Regions from separate parts of the Rattus norvegicus genome. Here region 1 is linked to region 2. The links are chromatin contacts, called in public Hi-C maps. All regions are on one chromosome and are shown on one strand. Each heading gives the region's core, a stretch centred on a gene start, on an enhancer-like site or on the middle of the called end of the contact. The rest is flanking DNA. Distances are from core to core; before and after follow the strand shown. Region 1 overlaps Fam53b (family with sequence similarity 53, member B). Region 2 overlaps Lhpp (phospholysine phosphohistidine inorganic pyrophosphate phosphatase).

Region 1 (5,618 bases), core at 389-2,888, 43 kb after region 2:
CAAGGAGAGGGCGCCATCTGTGAGGAAGCAGTCCCCAGCAGGCGTAGCCTCTTTAGTGTCCACTCTGTTGTTCCTAAGTTACTGGCTGTAGGGGCCTCCTGCTACAGTGAAAACACTAGCAGTTATGTTAAGCGTGTGACATAGCACACAGCAGAGTGCCGGGACCCATTTGCTGGACCTAAAAATACCAAGGTCACTTGGCCATTTCAGAAGCAGGGTCAGCCTCGTATGGCATCATGGCTTCAGGGAAGCTACCTCAACCCCTGAATGTTGGTCTGTCTGTTAAATATGGGTGGCCAAGATCATCCTGGGGCCATTCCTCCCCCAAGAGTCTATGATGAGACTTTCTTTCTTCATAGCAGGGTGGGAAGCTGAGGTCTAGGTGATGCATTTTGTCCCAGACAAACCACAGACCACCACAGAAAACCCCCAGTATTCCTCAGAGTCATCTATCTGTCCCCTGCCTGCAAAGCCAGTTTCACTTGGAAAGCTTTGATGACTCAGAATTCAGTCATTTGGCCAAAGTGAAAAATGAGAACCACCGCTTAACGTCCCATCCGGTGTCACGCCCCACCTGCCAGGGAACGCTGTGCTCGCCACGGTGGGGCAGTGAGACTGCTGTCCAGAGTCTCGGCCCATCCCTGGTAAGACACTCAGGCAGTTCCACATGGAGTTCACCCATGCTCAGGCCCACCCTCTCCAGGCAGTTCACACTGTTCCCATGACAAACGCACGCTGCACAGGCCTGTCCATATCCTGGAGGCCTGTGTACCTCAAAGGTCTGGGGGCAGCACAGAGTGGTGAAGTTCAAAGGGCCACATGAGTACATCGCTCCACGCTGAAATTGGTACTCTAGGACTTACTCTGCTTCACCCAACAACTTTTGCTCTTGAGGCCCACTGAGAAGACCTGCTCAGCCAACAGGCTCAGTGGGAACTGTCCTTATGGCCCTAAGCTAATGACCAGAGACAGTGTACCCACTCTTAGAGTCCACAAGAGGGATTAGAGAACAAAGCTGTTCCCAGGGCACTTTTCTATCAAACCAAGCCGACGTTAGCTTTAGTCAGTCACAGCAGAGGCCACTGACCACACACTGTTGCTCTAGCCTGGATCTCTAGCTCAGCCCCAGCCCCAGCTTCCTTGGGCTTACTGGAAAATACTGAGGGATCTTCCTCCAGGTGCAGGACCTTTTGGTACACGGACATATTGAGACGTCTTCCCTCTCGGTAGGAGGCTCTGGGCTGAGCAGAGAGATAAAGGTGGCTTGCTCCTGGGTCCTTGCTTTCCTGGTATAAGTTGAAACCTAATCCCCCAAGGGAAGCATATCAAGTCAACATACCCTCTGCCCTGCTGCCTGGACAGGGTGACTGCCCTACCAAGGCCTTGTGCTGGATCAGCTTGTTCTCTTCCCCAGGTGCTATAGCTAACATGCCAAGCATGGTGACAGGACCCCAGAAAGATCTTCTAAGGGACTCAACCATCTGTTTCCTCAGCAGTGACACAGAAGCCTGAGCATAGCAGGTGACAGCAAAGCTCCCGCCCACCCCAGGGAATGCTGCCTGGGTGCCAAGGGCCCAAGCTCATAAGCCCTGTCCCTCATACTCAGAAGTGGGCATCTGGGGACACAGAGAGGCCAGCTGGTGTGGGGGTGGGGGGGTGTACGCCTAAGAACAGATGGCACAGCATCCTTCTCACCCTGTTGTGGGCCTCAGAGGAGGAGGACAGGCCACCCAGATTCTACAGCCACAGGATCTGGGCTTCTCTGTTGCCTCACGGCATTGCTTCCTGGCTCCTCACCTGGGAAATGCACTGTTGATCTTCATCCAGACATTTCACTGGGCTACTTTAAGGAATGCAAAGGCAATGAGGCAAACTGGGGCTGAGGGTGTCTGCTGATGTCTCACCTAACAGTCGCTTGGCCCACAAAAGCAAATGCTTGCTTGGCTGCTGCCTGCTTACAGCTGCCCCTTTCAGAATGGCTGGGGGCTAGGAGGCCTGGAAGACAGCTTCCTTACAGAGGCGACACCAGCTCAAGATGGACTGTCACAGGTGGAAGAGGTATTATCCTGCAAACCAGTGGAATGGCATCTGAAGTGCTAGCCGTGCTACCTGGGCCGGGGCAGAAGCCCAACTCCTGTGTTGCCTCTCCACGTGGTCTTTCCTGGTCTTGCCAGGCTCCCCTGCCCTCCACCTGGTTTCTTCAAAAGCCTCCCTCCACCAACCACCTGCTTAGTCCCCAACTCAAGTTCTGCTCCTTGAAACTGAAACATGGTGCTCAAGATTAGACATGTGTGACCCCTGGGCCTGTCACGCATTTACTCCCCAGTGCTTTTGTTCTGTCCAGAGCAGTAATGTCAGGCCCTGAGCAGATGCTGCTGCTGGGCCTGAGTCACCTTGAGTCTTCCAGGAAGCCATGGCTGCTGGAGACAGCACCCCTTGAGCAACCAGGGTGTTCTACGCACAGACGCCGCATGAGGATATCTGAAAGTGACAGGCTATATTCACCAGGGGCAAGCTTGCTTTCTCCTGGACAGAAAGTGTACAGTCCCTCCACAACCACCACTCTTCAAGTCTGCCATGCTCGCATCTCTTTTTAAGGACTGGGAGATGGCCCAGCCACTAAAATGCTTGCTACACAAGCACAGGGGCCTGAGTTGGGTCTCTATAATCCCTGTGTTTTTTGTCTCTGTTTTGTTTTTAAAAGCCAGGTGTGGTGCTGCATGCTTGTAATCCCAGAGCTAGGGACCAAGGACATGCAGATCCTTGGGGCCCGCTGGCTAGCAAGCATAACTTAAGGCCCAAACCAGAGAACTGTCAAAAAACAAGGTAGGGAGGCTGGAGAGATGGCTCAGTGATTAAGAACAACTGCTGCTCTTGCAGAATGCCAGATTTAATTCCAAATACCCACATGCTAGTTCATAAAACCACCTGCAACTCAGTTCTAGGGCGGGTATGATGCCCTTTTCAGGCCCCCACAGGCTGCTACACACATGTAGTGCATACAAAGTGGGATGGGAACTGAGAAACACCACCCAAGGCTAACCTCTGGCTTCCACAGGGGTGTACACACACACACACACACACACACACACACACACACACACACACAATCTGAATACGCTCACACACATGTGTACCTGTACATGCACAAACACATAAGTAAAGATTAAAAACAGAAACATTACAGTCCTCTCTATGTTCTGAGTCTTAGGACCACTTCAAATCTTCCTTAAGACACCACCACGACGAGGCCAGACTGTGAGGCCAGGTGGGTAGCCTGGCTCCAGCCAGCCTTGCATGAGGCTGGCCCTTGGATCTGCCTGAGTGGAGCCATTTTCTCCCCAAGCAGATATTCGTACAACAGAACTGTGCAAGCATCTCAAAACAATAGGCCATGAGACAAGCTTTCTATGTTTCCTTTGTGCTGGGGCTGACAAAGTCTGTAGTTTCCTGGGTTTAGTATTTATTTATTTATTTATTTATTTATTTATTTATTTATTTATTTATAGACAGAATCTCACTGTGTAGCTCTGGCTAGCCTCAAACTCACAGAGATCCAGCTGCTCTGCCTCCTGAGTGCTGGGGTTAACAGGCTATTGACATATACTCTTAAGCAGGGTCAGCAACACTACGTCCAACCCACTTTTGTGTAGTGCTCACCTTTGGGCCTTTTTAAGCTTGGATGGCCTCCTTACCCTCAGGAATGTAGGAAATGCTGGCTGGAAAACTATGTGGGAGCCAGGATGCCAAGGACTGAGAACAGGAACTGAAGGAAGAGGTGGGTCTCAGGGGTTCTGATAGCACCACTGATTCATCACTGCAAACTCTGGGCTCTTCCCAGATCACAGGCTCTAGAAACCAACAGACTAACTGGGGTGGTAAATACCTGCTGTGTGGAAACCAGGCCTGTCACTGGGAAGGTGCCTACCTTCCTTCATGGGCTACTGCTTTCCCAATGTCCCTTCGTATGAACCAGCAAATGCCCTGCCAGCACCTGCTTCATGCTGGGAGATTGTGGCCACCCTCCTAGGAGGTATCCCAGTGAGGGACAGACTACAGGGCCTGTCTTGGCACAGGCACTCATTTGTCCTTTCTTACTAACAGGGGACAGAGACCAGGAGGCACAATGTGCTTCAAACCTCTGGCTGTTGCCTCTAAGCCAGAAAGGCCAAGGTGCAGTCGAAGCCACAGGTATGCTGTATGGTTGCTAGACCACACCATTCTCAGAGCCACCATAGGGAAGCACCACAAAGCTTTGAGAAGCCCCCTTCAGGAAAAACCTTTCTACCCACAGTCACTCTGGGCCTTGGCTAACTCTGCTCTGGAACTCCCTTGCTATAACTCTGGGGGCCACCTTCCTTTTATATTTTACATGCTATGCTCCAGTCTTGGGTAATACCGGAGGCTCCAGGTCCAGATGGTAGAATGAACTAGAAGAAAATGACCTAATATAGAGCTTTCGGTTTTAGAACCATCTACTTACAGGCATAGCCTCCTAAGAACATAGAACCAAGAAAAACAGACCTAGGGCCAGCAGCCTTAGTCAGAGATAGCAGGACCAGACCCATGGAGAAGAAAGAAAGGTCCAACAGAGTCCCTGATACCACCCATCAAATAGAGGGCTGTCAGGGAGGGGCTGCTTCATAACAGGAAATGCCCAAACTAACCATGTGACTCACAGTTCTTAAGGATTGGCTAGAGTGATGCTCACTGGCCCAAACCTTCCAGATAGGGCAGAGCCTGGCCCTACTCCAGTCAACTCATTGCTCCCAACATGTGCTCTGGACCGTGCAGTCATGTGAACCCCCTCTACTGCCAACTGTTCTGGCTACCCAGCTCCTACCTCTCCTCTTTCACTAGCTTTCTTCCTTAGTACACACAACCTCACATGCCTCGCTTTGGAGCAGACCTCACATTCCTATTTGCACTCTGTTCCTTGCCAACCATACAGGGAACCTTGATCGTGCCCCACAGCCTGGTTCAGGGACTGCCTCACAGTGTGGCTACTGAAGGGCCCCAACCTAGAGTGCTACAGGTAAGAAAAGACCCTGCAGACTTTCTGAATGGCAGTTAGCCAGTGTCCCCTCTCTGTTGGCACCCAACAGGACACACCAAGGTTGCTGTTTCTGCTGCAGGCCCAGGATGGCAGATGGCATGCCTGAACACAGAGCGTGTGGAGGCCAACTTCAAGGGCCTCCCAAGCCCTCACAAGTGGAAAACAAACATTTTGTTTCTTCAGTGAACATTCCCCTCAGTGCACACTCAGGAAGGAGTGTGTGAAACCACTTCGCTCAGTTTGATGTGAAGAGGATTCTTTGCTTAACAAAGGTTAAAGGATCTTTCCAAAGCACACAGGGACCTGGCAAGGGGCCAAAGCCAATGCTGTCTGAGCCCACAGCCCTCAGGGCAGTGCTGGCCAGCAAAGTCCAGGAGCAGCTTCCACAGCCACTCTGGGGCACAGAGGCGGGTCTAAGCCCTCAGAGAGGATACCGGTCCTGGTTGTCTTCAGCTGCCGTGGAAACCGTGTATTCTAAGAGATTACAACTAGTCCCAGAAGGCAGGACTGTTGTGCACCAGGACCTCCTCAGTTCTACCCCCTGGAGCTGATTATCACCATT
Region 2 (5,072 bases), core at 1,576-4,075:
TGTCCTCCACTCCCCTAGCTGTGGGTTCCAGGCTTCCAGCCAGGGACCTGGCTAGCTTCCCTAGGGCCCACACCCTTCCTTCCAGATCACAACCCAAGCTGTATTGATAGAATGGCCACCCACCAAGGCAACAGTGAGGGGGTAGGGAGGAGACCTAGTAGAAGAGCCCTAGGCTGGAATATTTCACACAGGGCCATGAATAGATCCTGGAAGATGCTCTCGGCAGCCTGGAAGACTGATTCTTAGAGCACTAGCAATCGTTGTCCCCTGCACTGCCCTCAAACGCACCTGTGTGGGATGTGTAATGCCAGCTCTGGGTTGCATAGACAGTGGGTATCATGTGCCCGATGCATCCATGAGAACCCAGCACATAAACATGAGAGGTTGCCAAACCCTTAGGCCAACATGAAGCTCATCGTCGCTTGCCTGCATCCAGTCACAATGAACCCATGTATATGCGTTAAATGAGACCCTTTGTGCTGAGCACCATGTCAACCTAGTTAAGGCTGACAACAAGAAACCGGGGGAATGGGCCTCGGTGAAACGGAGCCAAAGGAGAAATCTTGTAAAGCGGTTGTTTGCAATTGAGCCGTGGTTAAGGACTGTGGCAGAGACGCTCAGGCTAAGATGTCAGCAAAGAGAACTTCAAATGCAAGAAAGGAGCAAACAAAACACATGACTCAAAAAACAAAACAAAGCAAAAAACACACATAGGGGCTGGAGAGATGGCTCAGTGGTTAGGAGCACTGACTGTTCTTCCAGAGGTCCTGAGTTCAAATCCCAGAATCCACATGGTGGCTCACAACCATCTATAATGGGATCCGATGGCCTCCTCTCGTGACAGCAACAGTGTACTCATATGCATAAAATAAATAAATATAAATCTTGAAAAGAAGACCAACTATGTAAACAAAGACACCACGTGGAGAGCCCTGGCGATGATGGAGGTCAGCATGTTGACTTTGCCAGCAACATGCTGCTGTTAGCGGGGATTGAGTAACAGATTTCTTACAACTCCGGGTGAATTGACACATATCTTGGGAAGTTTACTGATAGTATATCAAGAAAGAAAGGAACCTTTGCTTGTAGCGTACTAAAGAGAAGGCTTCAGTAACCCAAGGTAGATGCTAACGATAGGCCTTGAACACATGCTAAGTTGGGGAGGGAGTCTCAGAGGTGCAGAGGTAGGGGCTTGGAGTCAGCTGTCTGTCTGGACATGGATGTTGGCGTCCTTCATACGGACATTTATGGAGTATCTGCTGGGAGTGAATGCTGGACACCAGCCCTGCTTCCCCAGTGGGAGGTGGATTAGTACAGGTGATTCTGGACTGGGAGCTATGCCCAGCACTGTGGAATCATGGAGAGTTTTTTTTCCTGTTTCCAGAGTTTGGTAGAGCTACATTATTGTTTATTAAGGAAAAGGTTGGGTATTGGGAAAGGAAGCCACCTGGCCATTCTCAGAGGACCGCTCGGGTGCACAGTGGCCTGGGAAGCCATTTGGCAGGTGCTCTGGGCTGGAAGGCCTGACCTGCCTGCCAGGCTGTGGGAGAACTCGTGACTGGTGCACTGCTGGGCTCTGCCCTGACTCCCCTGACACACCCTGTTCCAGCCTGTCCTCCCATCAGGCACCAGACCAGAGAACACTTGAGCCAGGCCACAGCTGTCATAGGAGACAGTGCTGGTCCCACACAGTGCCGTCACCCTGCAGTCTGACTTGTGCCCTCCTCCACACGTCTCTAGTACCCTGCACTGCTCTCCATGAGCATCAGGTGAGACCAACCTGAGGCTGTGAAGAGACTTTGTCCGTGCAGCCCTTGCTCTCCACAGCCTGTAGCCTGCTGAGAAACTGTGTAGGTGGGGAGTTTCCAGGTTTGCAGTACCTTTTGGCTACACTGGAGGGTTTTGTTTGCCTGCCTGCTTGTTCTGTATCTGCCTGCAGAAGTGAGAGCCATCCTCCCTTGTGGGAGTCTATAAAAGAATGAAGAACCTTGGGTCAGTGAGATGGCTTATTCAGTAAAGGAGATTGCTGCCAAGCCTGACAACCTGAGTTATAGATCCCAGGACCTACATGGTAGAAAGAGAGAACCATTTTCTTTTTTAAAAGCTGTCCTCTGACCTCCACACAGACCCTTGGCATGGGCTCTATGACATATGTACTGCCCAATAAATTAAAAAAAAAACCTTAGGTATTTATTAAATTAAAATGTAATTGCATCATTTTCTCCTCTTTTCTTCCTCTACCCGCTGTTGTGTCCACCCCACCCTTTATACTCTCTCAAATTCATGACCTCTTTTTCTTAAAAAAGAAAGAAGAAAATGTTTTAACAAAAAGTACAGGCACCCTGGGACTCTATGTGCAAGCTGTAATCTCCCCAAATATAACCGCCAGCATGTCTCTCTCTGCTGCAGGTTTCATTTAGGGTTATGGCTTGGTTCGGGGTACTAGTTTAAATCTGTACCTAGATATGCAGCCCATCACTCTGAACGTGTGAGCTTTGGGGACTGAGGATACAGCATTGCCAGGTTTGCTGATGGGAATCTGTATGGAGGAGGCTGTGTGGGCTGCATGGCAACCTCAGCAGTAACAAGGAAGCAAGAAGGGAGGGAGCCGGCGAGAGGTCGGTGGGCACACCCAGGCTGAAGCATCCCCTTCATTGTCTCAGTAGGCCACCGAGACCTTGCCCGAAGGTCAGGAGACAGCTAAGGAGGAAGGCAAACAGCCAGTCCTGCTGACTCCTGGCTGCATGGGCTGGTTCCAAGAGTGAAGGAGAGAAACCCTTCTGCCTTCAGAAGCCAAGGCAACAAAGCTGAGGGCGACCTCTGCTGTCCTCAGAGGGCCCGGTTACCAGGCTCCGAGGCCCATCCTGTCCCTGGGTGGCCTGGAGCTCCAGCCTTGGCAGCTGTGCAGTGTTTGTTGTGGGTAGTTACCATGCCACCCTCTGGTATCTCAGTGAAAGAGGCCCAAGGACAGGTGTGGCTGAGCACAGAGATTCCCAGTCTGCCCTGGCCCCAGACGCACCTTCTCCTCTTACCCCAAGGGGACAGATCCTCGAGATGACTACCATGTTGAATACTCTCTAGTTCTTGGCACCTTCTCTATGCCAGCAGTCTGGTTAGAGTGGCCGGGTCCCAGAAGCAACTTACACTCAGTAGGGCTTACACTCAGTAGGGCTTACACTCAGTAGGGCTTATCCGTGCCTCCCGGGGGACAAGCCACTTTCTTGTCTCCCAGAGGCCATTAAGCTGGAGACCAGGGAGGTCATTCCTGCTCTGCTTGCCCTCCCTGGTGATCTAAACAGTGTGGATGACTGTTGTGGGTCTGAGGGTACTGGAAGCAGCTTGGTGGTACTGTCCTTCCTCCTGGTTCCTCAGAGTCATGGTTCATTCCCACCTTGGAACATCCACCATGGAAACGTTTATACCATGAAAACCAGCCAGTGTGTCAAAGCAGGGGTCCCATCCTCAGGAACAATATACAGCTGCTTAGTCCTGTCTTCTGTGCAGGGTTGATAGGATGCCCTCAGAGCTCAATTGTGTGAGGTGGGCAGTTGCTCCTCACTTGTATGAAGGAGGCAGTCTGGTGAGCAGCTATGAAGAGGTCTGCCAGTCTAAGTTCATCGTCACCATACTGACCCTTTCCACTGTCTTTCCCCATACTGGTCAGGAGCAGGGTCCTGCTTCTCACGTCAGGGCTCCATTCTTCACTGTAGGCACAGGCCTAGAGAAGGGTACCCCAGTAGGCACAGGCCTAGAGAAGGGTACCCTAATAGGCACAGGCCTAGAGAAGCGTGCCCCAGTAGGCACAGGCCTAGAGAAGTGTGCCCCAGTAGGCACAGGCCTAGAGAAGGGTACCCTAATAGGCACAGGCCTAGAGAAGGGTACCCTAATAGGCACAGGCCTAGAGAAGTGTGCCCCAGTAGGCACAGGCCTAGAGAAGGGTACCCCAGTAGGCACAGGGCTAGAGAAGGGTACCCCAGTAGGCACAGGCCTAGAGAAGGGTACCCTAATAGGCACAGGCCTAGAGAAGTGTGCCCCAGTAGGCACAGGCCTAGAGAAGTGTGCCCCAGTAGGCATCCAGAGCCTGCATCCATCCGGCTCCCCTTCAGATGGCGCCAGCCAGGTGTCGGAAACCCCAGCCCCAAGCAAAGCTCTCTGTCATTGTCCTTGTGACCCAGGCTCCTGCCAAGAGCAGCGGCACATTCTGGTGATCCCAGCTCTGAAGATGTAGAACTGAGAAGTTCCCTGGGATTTGCCAGCAAGTCTTGCCAATTGGTGAGTTCCAGGTTCAGTGAGAGACTCTGTCTCAGAACGTGAGGTGGAGGAGCAATTGACTGATCACCAGCGTCTGGAACACCCTGTGGCGGGTCGGCCTGATGCTGCTTGATTGTGATGATATTGGTTTCTCAGGATGTGGTTGCCACTGACAACCAGATCCTCATGAGCACAGAGTGTTGCCATATGAACCCTCTCAGCAATTTAACTGGAAGGTGAGAGCCTGTGATTGGGCAGTGGAGGGAGAGAAGGTGGGACTGCAAGTTCAAGTGAGGGGGTTGCAAGGAGAGGAAAAGGAAAGGAAGACAGAGGGGAGGAAACTGACGTGGACCAGGACCACATGACCAGGAGAAACAGCAAGTAACAAGGGGCTTATAGCTTGGGTGTGAGTTAGCATAGCTCGACACCAGCCTAATCTAGGCTTATAGCTTATAAATAAAATACCCGGATGGTATGTCTTTTCTATGGACTTGTTAGGATTATAAATTCCTATCCCCACCATACGTGGAACTATTGGATACATTGACAGAGCAGCGGCACACGGCTCACCGAGCAGCCTTGTCATGTTCTTGTAGTGTACTTAGGAACCTGTTCTCTCCTAGGCAGCAGTCACTGGGTGGCCACACTGTGAGTTCCTGAGTGCTGGGATCCCAGCTGTGCTCTGTCATGCTCTTTATTACTTTGTATTACTATTGTTGTTGTTGTTGTTTTTAGACAAGTTCTCACTATGCAGAACTTTCTAGGTAGTATCCTAGAAACTCACTATATACACCGGGCTGGTCTCCAACACAGAGATCCAC

Evidence for each region. Hi-C and Micro-C count contacts between places; a contact is called where the count stands out from the background.
Region 1: a contact with region 2 is called in a Hi-C map of psoas muscle, with 2.5 times the contacts expected there. The contact joins two enhancer-like sites. A contact is called at or near these places in 3 of 12 Hi-C or Micro-C datasets (kidney, mammary epithelial cells and psoas muscle).

The regions. Positions count from the first base shown.
Region 1 is chr1:196,936,938-196,942,555 of GRCr8, forward strand. All of the region lies in intron 4 of Fam53b (family with sequence similarity 53, member B), which reads right to left. Among named protein-coding and RNA genes, the nearest start is that of Fam53b, 82 kb to the right of the region's middle. Within about 2 kb of position 1,639, at least 38 of the 93 cell types and tissues checked have an H3K27ac peak or open chromatin away from gene starts, as enhancers often do.
Region 2 is chr1:196,892,561-196,897,632 of GRCr8, forward strand. All of the region lies in intron 6 of Lhpp (phospholysine phosphohistidine inorganic pyrophosphate phosphatase), which reads left to right. Among named protein-coding and RNA genes, the nearest start is that of Lhpp, 62 kb to the left of the region's middle. Within about 2 kb of position 2,826, at least 44 of the 93 cell types and tissues checked have an H3K27ac peak or open chromatin away from gene starts, as enhancers often do.